2 separate regions of the Mus musculus genome follow, and region 2 is linked to region 1. The links are chromatin contacts, called in public HiChIP or PLAC-seq maps. All regions are on one chromosome and are shown on one strand. Each heading gives the region's core, a stretch centred on a gene start, on an enhancer-like site or on the middle of the called end of the contact. The rest is flanking DNA. Distances are from core to core; before and after follow the strand shown. Region 1 holds the start of Map2k2 (mitogen-activated protein kinase kinase 2). Region 2 has its middle 14 kb from the start of Gm40716.

The links. HiChIP or PLAC-seq counts read pairs in DNA pulled down with a chosen protein or histone mark.
Region 2: a FOXA1 HiChIP or PLAC-seq map of pancreatic cancer cells shows a contact between it and region 1. The contact joins the enhancer-like site here to the promoter of Map2k2 in region 1. A contact is called at or near these places in 5 of 39 promoter capture datasets (the C10 cell line, liver, neural stem cells and 1 more) and 2 of 115 datasets of contacts at active chromatin or transcription factors (memory CD8 T cells and pancreatic cancer cells).

The regions. Positions count from the first base shown.
Region 1 is chr10:81,102,374-81,108,077 of GRCm38.p6, reverse strand. It overlaps Map2k2 (mitogen-activated protein kinase kinase 2), which reads right to left and starts at 2,163. Exons shown (of 11, transcript NM_001347144.1): 1 at 1,840-2,163. The coding sequence starts at 1,931. Mir5615-1 (microRNA 5615-1) reads left to right here and starts at 3,405; the gene lies at 3,405-3,464. Mir5615-2 (microRNA 5615-2) reads right to left here and starts at 3,462; the gene lies at 3,403-3,462.
Region 2 is chr10:80,459,004-80,464,722 of GRCm38.p6, reverse strand. No RefSeq gene overlaps it. Among named protein-coding and RNA genes, the nearest start is that of Gm40716, 14 kb to the left of the region's middle. Within about 2 kb of position 3,167, at least 11 of the 459 cell types and tissues checked have an H3K27ac peak or open chromatin away from gene starts, as enhancers often do. A contact at or near this core is called in pancreatic cancer cells, where this site is marked.

The sequences.
Region 1 (5,704 bases), core at 914-3,413:
TCTCAGAAACAAACAAACAAACAAACAAACCTGTTCCCACCTCCATCTTCATCCAAGGGGAGGGGAGGCCCTCAGAAAAGCCACCCACCTGACCATCTGTCACACCCAGTTCTTGCACACACATCCCATGAGCCTGCTAGCATGAGAATGCACCAGTCGCCCTTACAGGACCCCAGGCTGTACTGTATGTAGCCCTTGAAGCACTCAGCACCTTCTGGCTGCCCCTTTATCTTGTCCTTAGCTGCTGGGAAGCACCTAAGCCCTCCCATGTCTCCCAGTGGGTGTTTTAAGCCATTAGCTTTGGCTAGCAGGATTCAACCTCCAAGACCTAGCACCCCCTTCTCTGACATTTTTCATCATGGGCTTCAGTCTCTTAGGCACTTCACCCAACGCCTCAGGTCCCCCTCATGCCATTACTATAAGTTCCACACTGGAAAGCCTTCTCCCCATTCTTTCCTGGAACACCACACCCCAGGCCATCTTTATGCACTCTGGGGTCCTCAACAGCTGCCTTCAGACTGAGGCACTTCCATCATGCTGATATGCCCACAAAGGGGTGTCTCACCGAGTCTTTCCTGACAGAGGCCTCCCTGGTCTGGTATCACTCAAGGATTCTTAGGCTGTCCTCACCTGGGACACCCCTCTTTTCCCTTCAGGAAGACCAGCCTTCCCCTTCTCCTCCCAAAAAAACCTTATCCCTAACCTTATTTGATCAATCGTCCTTACTTGACCCTTTTTCAGGAAGGCTTTGTACCCAACTGCATCGCTCATCCCACCCCATCATAGTGAGTCTGTTACCCCCACACCCATCTCCAAGGGCACTGTCCACTTTCCACTAGGTCACCATGTACTCCCCAAGCCAGGCTCTCCCCTGCACCTCCCCTTGCTTCTTCCAACAGGTTCCTTCCCTCTGCCCCTGCAAGGCCAGCCTTGCCTCCTCAGACAAGTCATGCCTTCAACTGCTCCACTCACCTGGTACCCAGTCTTAAGCGCTAGGCTAGGCTACCCCGCACGGCCTCTGTTCCTCTAACCATACCACACCTCACACACACACACCCGGAAAGCCTCACTGCTCCCCTGATTCTCCTGGCCACCTTCAGGACGTCTTCTTTCTTGGGTCTCCAATTGCCCTGCCTCTCTTCAGGCCCCTCTCCTTACTCCAAGTCATACCTCTCTCTAGCTCCCCTTTCTTGGTCCCAACACCTGCAGGACCTGCCCCCCTCTTGTACCCACGCCGCCCCCTTTGCCCCCTGTTTCCCCTTCAACAGCAGAGATTTTCCCAAAGCCATTCTCTCAGATCCCTGCACCTTGTCCCCATCCCTACCCTGCCTCAGGCACTGCTACTCTCCAGACCAACTTTTCTAAAGCCAAGTTCCGGCCGAGGCCCCGCCCCTCTACGCTCACAGGACTCAGGGCTCTCCCCTTGGGCCACGCCCCTCTCCCATCTGGCCAACCTGATAAGACCACCAGCCTCACTGCTCTGGCCCCGACCCCAACCAGGCTTTTGTTCTAGTCCTCAAAGGCCACGGCCCTCTAAGCTCACAGGCCACTCACCTTAGACCACGCCCCTTTCCCCGGGCCAAGCTGACACACCACGTGACTCACCCAACTGGCCCTGCCTCCACCCCCCCCCCCACAACCCCCTCCATGCCCGGACCCCCAACCAGGCTTTGTTCCAGCCCTCGAACTCCACGCCCCTCTCACCTCCATCCACACCATTCTCAGGACCAGCCCCTGTCCTCCCGGGCGCTGCTATCCCTTCAGACCACACCCCCACTTGTGGTCACGCCCCCTTCACGCCGAGGCCCGCCCCTGTCCTCACACGCCCCGCCTACTCACTCAGAGGCGCCCTCGCTGGTGGGGGACGGGCCCTCGGCGATGGTAGGGTTGATAGTGAGTGCCGGTAACACCGGCTTCCTCCGGGCCAGCATCGGGGCTCCACGGCCAGCGGCGACGCCTCAGCCGGGGCCCATAGGGGGCGGCGCGACGCGGGCCCGGGGCTGCGGCCTAGGCCGGGCAGAAGGTGGAAGGCGGACGAGCCCGGAGCGCCGGGGCGAGCAGACCGACGCCGAGGCCGAGTGAAGCTGACGCTGCAGCGCAGCCGGGAGGTCGGGGAACAGGGGGCGGCCACAAGCTCGCAGGCCGAGCTCTCGCGAGATCTTTTTCTGCGAGGTCCCGCCCTCAACCGAGGCGCATGCGCGAGGTGGCTCCCCGGCCTACTGTAGAAGGGCAGAGGCGGACGCTGTGTTTAATGTTTGCGGCGGTGCAGTCGTCTGTCTGTACGATCAGCTTCCCGGGGTCGGCTGCGTGTGCGTCTCAAACGCGGGTGGGGTTACACACGGCAGGACCGCGAGGAGACAGACCTGCCAGCATCAGTCGACTCAGACTTGTTTAGTTTCATATATTTTCCTAGATTTGGCCGCTGGGACCGTAGGCCTGAGCTACCTTACCTGCTTCCTGCTTTGCTGCGGCCCCGTGTCCTATAGGCGAGAGCGCTACCCACTGAGCCCTACTTCCTGCTGTTTGTTTTGTTGCTTGTTTGTTTTTGTTTTTATTTTGAGACAGAGCCTCAGTACCCCACCCACACTGTTCTCGAAGTTACTGTGTTGTCCAGGCTTCACCTCCACTCCCTGCAATCCTCCAGTCCCAACCCCTAGTGTTTTACTGTTCTGCAACAATCCCATAGCCCTACAGACCTTTCTCACGGCCCTTCATTGAAGCTCGGGTATGGGTAATACATAAATTCCCTTGGTCCCCATCCCTGACGGTCACCATTTCAGTGTGTGAATCCGAACACTTCTTGTGGTTAGGGTCACTTATGTCTGGCTTGTTTTTCCTTTGCCCTCAAGGTCCATCCACAATGGTTTGGATGGCAGGGCTCTCGTCCTTTTCCTGGCCAAATAGCATTCCATTGTGTAGACATACCACTCAGGGCTGGTTCTTTGTCCAGGGTCACACTCTTGGAATTCAGAGTGTACAGATACATAGTAAAACCCCTGCTCTGGGCTCTTGAGCAGGCACATGGAAATCAGACTTGCAGGGTCTTGCTCTGCAGCCCACGGTGGCCATGAAGTTTGTTCTGAGTGACAGCATCTCACAAGGAAGTTCTCCGCGTTTTTTTACCTCTCAGATGGTAAAGATGAAACCCACCAGGGAGGCAAGCAGGCTTTCACCTGGCTACAGCCTTTATTCAGTTCAATGACTTTGAGAATGTATTTTTTTGTTACAATTTTGTGAGAACAAACCATTTTATTTTTTTAAGGTTTATTTACTTATTTATGTATGAGTACACTGTAGCTGTCTTCAAACACACACTAGAAGAGGTCATCTGATCTCATTACAGATGGTTGCGAGCCACCATGTGGTTGCTGGGAATTAAACTCAACACCTCTGGAAGAGCAGTCCTTGGTTGTTTTCTGAGACAGAAAAGAGTCTCATTTTCTGTCTCAGAAAACAACCAAGGACTGGGGTGTAGCCCAACAAGGGACCACTTTCTGCGGCTGGTAGTGGAACCCAGGTGAGTGTTCTGCCCAGTGGAGCCTGCCCCGCTCAGTTACTGTTTTATAAGTCTGTGGATTGTTCCCAGGCCAGCTGCTAAGGAGAAGCTGGGGAGAGACCTGGTTTACATCTGCCTTCATGCATCATTGCAGACAGAAGTCCGGGCCTCAAAACACCATAAATGTCACCACAGCGGTTTCCCAATCGAAAATCCTTGTCCACCAGCTGCACATGGAGCAGATCTAGGCAGGGGCCTTCCCTCTCTTTCTACTCTGTAGAAAGGATTGAACTCAGGGCCTCAGGCTTGGGTGCAAGCTCCTCTGCCCGCTGACCCTCTTGCCGATCCCAGTTGTCCGTTCATTTGTCAGGAGTATCCTGCCCTGCTCACTGGATGCTTGCACTTCAGATATGTCTGGGGTCTCGAGCTCTGCCTTGTTTTCCAGCAGTCCCCGGGAACATGCCCTTATTCCACTTCAGCTCCATGTAATCTTTATTGACCCGCAATGGGACATAATAAACGCACTGTCTGCGAGGTGCAACTGCAGGAACTTTTACAGCAGTGCACACCTGTGGAGTTATTCCCCTCTGCGCTGGGCATGTCCTGTGTTTCGGGATTTGACTTCTGCCCACAGTGGGCAGGGTGCAATGGTCACGGTTTATCTGAGCTTGTAACTAGGAAGGACCCTCACATCCCAGAGAATTGAGGAATAGAAGCAAGAACTTCATGGGCTCAAAGGCCATGTCTTCATGAGAGCAGACAAGGGCAGCACTGGTCAAGAAAGACCTGTCTCAGCCCAAGTCAGCAGGTGTGGTGGCCCATGCCTTTAGGACCCAGATCAGGCGGTAAAGGCTGAAAGATCTCTAGGAATTCAAAGCCAACTTTGTCTACATAACCAGTTACGGCCAGGTGGGGCTGTGTACTGAAACCCTATACCAAAACAGCAGCAGCCAAAAGTATACAGGGCCTCCTAGGATCCCCAGTGAGAGGCTGGGGACATGACCAGAGGTGGAGCCTCTGCCTAGAATCCCCCAGTGAGGGTCTAGGGGCCTGGCCAGGGGTGGAGCTCCAGGAAGCCCTGGGCTTAACTCCTAGTACTAAATAATAACAATAATCATGACAATATTAATAAGCCACGGGTTCTGTGATCCCTTTGAAGTTCACTGGTTCTCACTGCTCCTTGATGAAGACCTCTGGCTATGCTTTGGTTGTGTTTTGTGGCTCTGACCTAGTCTGAGAACAAAAAGGCTGTCAGAGGTGTATTTGTCTCTGTTCAGCTCTGTGGATGTGGTGGATGTGGGTTCCATATGTACCCCGAGGGTAGGGTGCTGATCCCATTGTCTAGCCCTTCACAGGAGGTTTTATGGCTGGGCTCACAGGGCACCTCACACCTTGCCCGCTGCTCCCTGGTTTTACCACTTTGCTGGCGACCTTTCCCAGCCGTATCTGAGTCCTGACTTATCACCAGTTCCAGAAATATTCTGGGTACCTTAGTCCAGACACACGGGGAAATAAATATGTAATGGTGTTCTCAAGAATGCTAACTCAGCCGGGCGTGGTGGTGCACGCCTGTAATCCCAGCACTTGGGAGGCAGAGGCAGGCGGATTTCTGAGTTCAAGGCCAGCCTGGTCTATAGAGTGAGTTCCAGGACAGCCAGGGCTACACAGAAAAACCCTGTCTCGAAAAACCAAAAACAAAATAAACAAAAAAAAAAAACAAACAAATCAAAAAACAAAACAAAACCTTTAGTACTTTGTGTTCATGTGTGAAGGACATGTGTATGTCACAGAGTGTGTGGAGGTCAGAGAGCCACTTGTGGGAATGCTTGCCTTCTACCCCACGGGACCCTGAGTGGACCTCATGTCTGCTGCCTTAACCACAGCACCATTACTCATTGAGCCCTCGCTGACCCTCCAGCCCCATTTATAGTGAATGACAGTGACTCATACCTTTCACCATTTGGGAGCAGTGAGGTCAAAGGGCAGTGAGGGTGGATGGGAAGGTGTGTGCACCTGTGTAGCTATTGGGGTGCAGCCTGGGCTGTAGGCCAGCCCAGGCTGTATACAAAGACCTAGCTCCAAATGGGTATGGAACATGGGTCTGAGTGGGCAGAGCTCACAGCACACAGGAGGCCCTAGAACCATGTTAGCACTACATAAAACAGGTATGGTGGTGATTCTTGTCCCTCAACATGCAGGTTGTGGGTG
Region 2 (5,719 bases), core at 1,918-4,417, 640 kb after region 1:
TTCCGCCGGCCTTCTGCCTGCACCCCGGCAAGGAAGCAGGGCACAGAAAATTAAAATAATTTTTCTCTCAGTTTTTGTTTTAAGGGATGAGGAGAGTGGAAAACCTCAGCTTCCCATTGTCGCCCTGAGGTCATTCCCCGGCTCTCCTCGCAGCACACAGAGGACTTGGATTCCAAGTCCCAGGAGGGAGGAGCCAGGAGCCAGGGCGTGTGTGTGTGTGTGTGTGTGTGTGTGTGTGTGTGTGTGTGTGTGTGTGTGTGTGTGTGTGTGTGTGTGTGTGTGTGTGTGTGTGTGTGTGTGTGTGTGTGTGTGTGTGTGTGTGTGTGTGTGTGTGTGTGTGTGTGTGTGTGTGTGTGTGTGTGTGTGTGTGTGTGTGTGTGTGTGTGTGTGTGTGTGTGTGTGTGTGTGTGTGTGTGCGCGCGCGCGCTGAGGGCAACTCTTGACGTGCTTGCCCCCCCCCCCCGTCACCCCCCCCCCCCCGCTCCCCCGTCACTAGTTAAGCCCACCGGGTACCCGTCCCTGTATTGGCTCTCATTAACCCTTTCCAGACCACCACGCTGGGGAAGGGAAGGGAGGCAGCTAGTCACATCCCCTGCAGAGATCCTCCTGTCTCTGCCCTCTGAGTACTGAGATTAAAGGCCAGCACCGCCGCGCTCCACCCCACAGCAGTCCCCACAGACACACCCACGGGCCGGCGTGCTCGGGTGATTCTACTTGTATCTAGCTGATGCTGGAGCTGCCACCACCAGGGCACCCTGACTTTCCGAGAACTCTGGTGAATCTGGTGGGGACTCAGATCCCCACACTGGTAAAGCAAGCTCTTCACCCTCTGAGATTCCCTCCCCTTCAGCTTATCTGCTTTGGCTATTTTTAAGTGCAGCAAGGCAAAGCGGACTTATTCCGAGTCTGCTGGCTTTCCCTTTCCACGCTGTTAATTTTGCCTTTTATCTCTGTTAGCGCAGCCTCTGCTCTGCCTGGCTCTGTCAATCCTTTTCTCCCTGGTTTCCTGATGTTATTTACTCTTCCTGACTATTCCTGTAGCAACATCAGCACTTTAGGGGACAGATTCATGGATAGGAGTGGCCCCTGTATCTTGATATGCAGAATTCCCACTCCTGTTACTTCTAAACTATTCTGGAATTGTCCTCTGTGCCAATTCTTTTTCATACTTTATGTTAATTTTCTTTTTTTTTTTTTTCCGAGACAGGCTGGCCTCGAACTCAGAAATCCACCTGCCTCTGCCTCCCAAGTACTGGTATTAAAGGTGTGCACCACCACACCCGGCTTTATGTTAATTTCTAATTAGCAGATCTGTGTTCCTCTAAGACAGTATCTTCCTTCTGCAACCTAGTTTAGCCTGGAACCCAGAGTAATCCTCCTGCTGCAACTTCTCAAATTTTGAGATGACTCACGCATATCACTGTGTTTTGCTAACATATTTGTAAGCTGATATATCATTTTTAATCAAATAATTTCTTCTATGATATCGAGTTCTATGTGTTATATTTCAGTATGGAGCATTCCACTGCTGAGCCACAAATATTCCAGTCCTACTGATCTTAAGTGTTCTTTCCATACTGAGAAACAGTCCTTTATCAAAACTGTTACACACACACACACACACACACACACACACACACACACACTTTTTATTTCACAATAATATACTTTAAAAAAGAGTTGTGAAGACAATAGAGGGATTCTATCCATCTCCTACCTTTCTGCCCTCCACCACCGACCCATCTATCCACCTACCCACCCATCCATCTACCCATCCACCCACTCATCTATCCACCTATCCATCCATCCATCCATCCATCCATCTATCCATCCATCCATCCATCCACTTTTCCTCATATTTCTGTCTATGTCTGTGAAACAATCGACCCAGATTATTTTACCCCTGACCTCCACTGAGGATGATGGGAAGAGACCCTAGGTCCTCTGCCATGTGCTCTGGAGGCTCCAAGTGCCTGTGATAAGCAGAAATGGGCCCCGATGTGATGGCTGTCACAGAGCAGCAGAGTCTGTCACCCCACTAGTAGGAGCTCTGCTTTTTGGAACCAAGGATCCAACCTGATATTTCACTGCAAGCAAGTTCAAGCTCTATGTTGCTTTAAAACAGACATTTTCAGTCACGTGTGGAGCACACACCTGTCACCTCAGCATTTGAAGGCTGATGCAGGAAGATCTTGTATTCTAGGATAGACTGAACTACAGGGTTAGCGCTGTCTCAAAAACAAAATCTGGGCTTGGAGGGCTACAACGTGCCTGTAATTCTAGCCACTTGGGAGGTGGAGGCAGGACAGTGGCTGTGAGTTGGGGTCTAGCCTGGTTGGTTCCAGACTGCCCTATGTGACTAACCCCTTAAAAAATCAAAAATAAAAGCAAATCTATTTTTCAGATGTACTCAGGGTGGTTTGTCAGCAAGTGCCCTGGTGACTTGTGATGGGGGATGGCAAACTGGAGGCTGCGTGAGTGTATCTGAGAGGGGTGAGGGCTCAAAGGACAGACAAGGTGTCAGTCACCATGGTGAAGACCTGGGTTCCAGGCCTCATGCTGAGCACCCACCAGACAGCTCAACCTCATGGGATCCCCAGCTTCAGTGAAGCATTATGTCTTCAAAAGCAAGGAAGGGGTGGCAAGAGGGCACAGCAGGGGCTTGCAGCCAATCCTGGCCACCTGAGTTCAATCCCCAAGACTCCAAGACTGAAGGAGAGCACCAACCATGGGCAAACTACCCTTTCATCTCTCTCTCTCTCTCTCTCTCTCTCTCACACACACACACACACACACACACACACACACACACAAAACACAATAAATAAATGTAATTTTTATAGTAAAAAACTCAAAACTAGGAGCAACAGAAACACTCATGACATCACCTCTGGCTTCCATTCACATGAACATTCTCACAAAATAAAATCAAACGGAGACAGCACTTACTTGCAAGCGTGCCCCTTGGGGCTTTGACTGGACTCTCTGGCCTCATGGGTTTTGCTCAATGAGATACATTGGGGTTCAGTCCAAAGGATCCCCCTGGACACACTGTTCTATCAGCAGTTCTATAGAGCCTCACCCCTCGCTCCAGGCAGAGTCTCCTGTTAGCCCCGGTCTCTCTAGATGGCCATCTACTTCACTGTGGGTTCCTCAGACCACAGACTGGTGCAGCCAAAACCACAGAGCAGGGATTCCCGGGAAGCCAAGACCATGAGGTAACAGATGGGTCTTCATGGATGCGAACCCGGAAGAACCCCTACCACAGGGGCCTTCATTTCCCTCAGCTTCGGGGCTTCCTGCCTGCCAGGGGGGTCCCTCACCTCCTGAGCCTCAGCCCTCGGGAGGAATTTTCTAGAGATCTCAGCTTCTCCTTCAGGGTCCAAGAAGCACAAGGAAGAAGACAGACTCGGCTGGTCCCTGAGCAGTGCTGAATACCTGAAACCTCAGTATTTGGAAGGCTAATGCAGGGGAATTGCTGTGAGTTCCAAGGCCATTCTGGGCTACAGAGTGAGCCCATGCCTCTGCAAACCAAAACAACAAAAGACAGGAAAGAGGGGAAAAAATGAGCCAGAAAGATACACAGTGAAGGGGGGAGGGAGGGAGAAGCCGGGAGAACCTTCCAGAACTCTCAGAAGCCAGACACCCTGTGTGGGCAGCCTGCAGTTGATCTGGCCACAGCACATTTGCCTGACCAGCTACTGATCTGCTGTGGCCGAGGTGGAGTACCACTGGGACGGGCCACGCAGCACTGGCCTCAGGTTCTCCCCACCTGCGGATATTTCTGTCTCTGTGATCTGTGATCCTCTGGGAATTGCCACCACTCAGAGAACACAGCCCTGTCAGCATGCTGGGTTGCTCCCAGTCTCTACCCCAACCTCTCTGATCACCCAAAAGAAGCCTCAGAGACTCCACTCTGACAGGATGTAGGGATAGAGGAATGCAGCTCCCAGTGGGATATGTTTGTCCTGGGACTTGAAAGCCTGGGACTTACCCTGGGTCTGTCTAGGGCAAGCTCAGTCCTCAGAACCAGACAGAACTGGATCCCAAGCCTACCTAGCTTGCCCTGGTCAAGCTTCATGTTCAGTCATGTGAAAGGGGACAGTCCCCATGCCCTGTGCCTTGGCAGGAGGCTGCTAGTTTGGCATACACCGACTGCACTGACCCTAGTCCAGGCCTTCCCACATCTTTGTATAACAGACCCATGTCCCTGAAGAGGGTCCAAGGGTTAAAAGTGAAGGAGACCGGTGTCTCCAGGTCTAGAATGCTGAGTCAGCTTGTTTGTTGGGCCCAGCTCAGAAGAGAACCTGCTATACACCACGTGGCACGTCTGGATTATTTTGTAAATGAGATCTCTGAACTGAGTAACTACAAACCCCTTCCCCACCATTAGCACCAGGTGCAACCGTGCGCCCTGTTATCTCAGTACTCAGAGGCTGAGGCAGGGCAGTCTCAGAGATAGAGGCCAGTCTGAGCTACAGAGTTAGGTCCTGGGTCAAACAACATCAATAATATATTTTTAAAAATAAGAGGCTTGCTGGACATGGTGGTGCACACCTTTAGTCCCAGCACTTGGGAGGCAGAGGCAGGTGGATCTCTGTGAGTTCAAGGCCAGCCTGGTCTACAGAGTGAGTTCCAGGACAACCAGGACTACACAGAAAAACAGTGTCTCAAAAAAAAAAAAAAAAAAAAGCAAAGGGAGGGTGGGTGGAGGCTCAGCAGAGGTGAAGGCAGGAGGCGAAGGCTTGCCTTTCGAGCAGGAAGACCCTGATCCACACCTGGCACCAGCTGCACATGTGGTGAGTGCCTGCCATCCCAGCACTGGGAAGACAGGAGCAGAAGGATCACCACGGGCCCTGCCAGCCATCTGAGCTGAGCTCCAGGCCAGTGAGAGCCTCTGGCTCCAAAACAAGTCAGAGCAGGAGGACACATGGCGTTGGCCTCCACCCACGCACATAAAAACACGGGGACACGGGCATGAACATGTACACACATGTGCACACATGTGCGCGCGCGCACACACACACACACACACACACACACACACACACACACACAAATCAAACAGCATATTGAATGATTAAGGCTTCACCCCTGACTCAAACAGGCTGGAGCGTTAGGGAGGTGACACAGAGGGACTACAGGATGCTATCCATGCTACTGGGTGCCACTGGCCAACCTCATGATCTGTGTCCAGAGCTGGCCTGAAGTGGCCAAGGCTTCTCCACCCCCAGCCACCCCCAGGATCACAGGACTTGGCTCCTGGCCACCCCCGGGGCGCTTCTTGGCAGCTATCTGGCCAACTGTCACCTCCATCAATGCGTAAAAGCCATCAGGCCCTACTTCCCAGACCCTGGTCATAAAGAACCAACTCCCTGGGGTCCCAGCCGAAGGGGATGAGCCACATCCCTCACAGTGTCTCCTCCAGCACTGTCCCCAGTGCCCTGCCCGTCCGCTCCGCTCCCAGCCTCATCCCGGATCGATTTTATGAAGGTACCTGAGGGTTCGTCAATGTTTCCGGCAGTTATACACCCCTGTTTAAAAATTCTTAATTAAGCAGGGTTTTTTTTTTCTGTTTACACTCCAACTAATTACGCTTTTAAAACCAACAATAAAACATTAAGTCCCTGCTATTAAAGGCCTCAATGTGGGCCTGCGGAGCAGCCCGTCTGGGCAATTTAGGAACTGGCCACTTCCATGGGAGATAGGATGGCCTGCT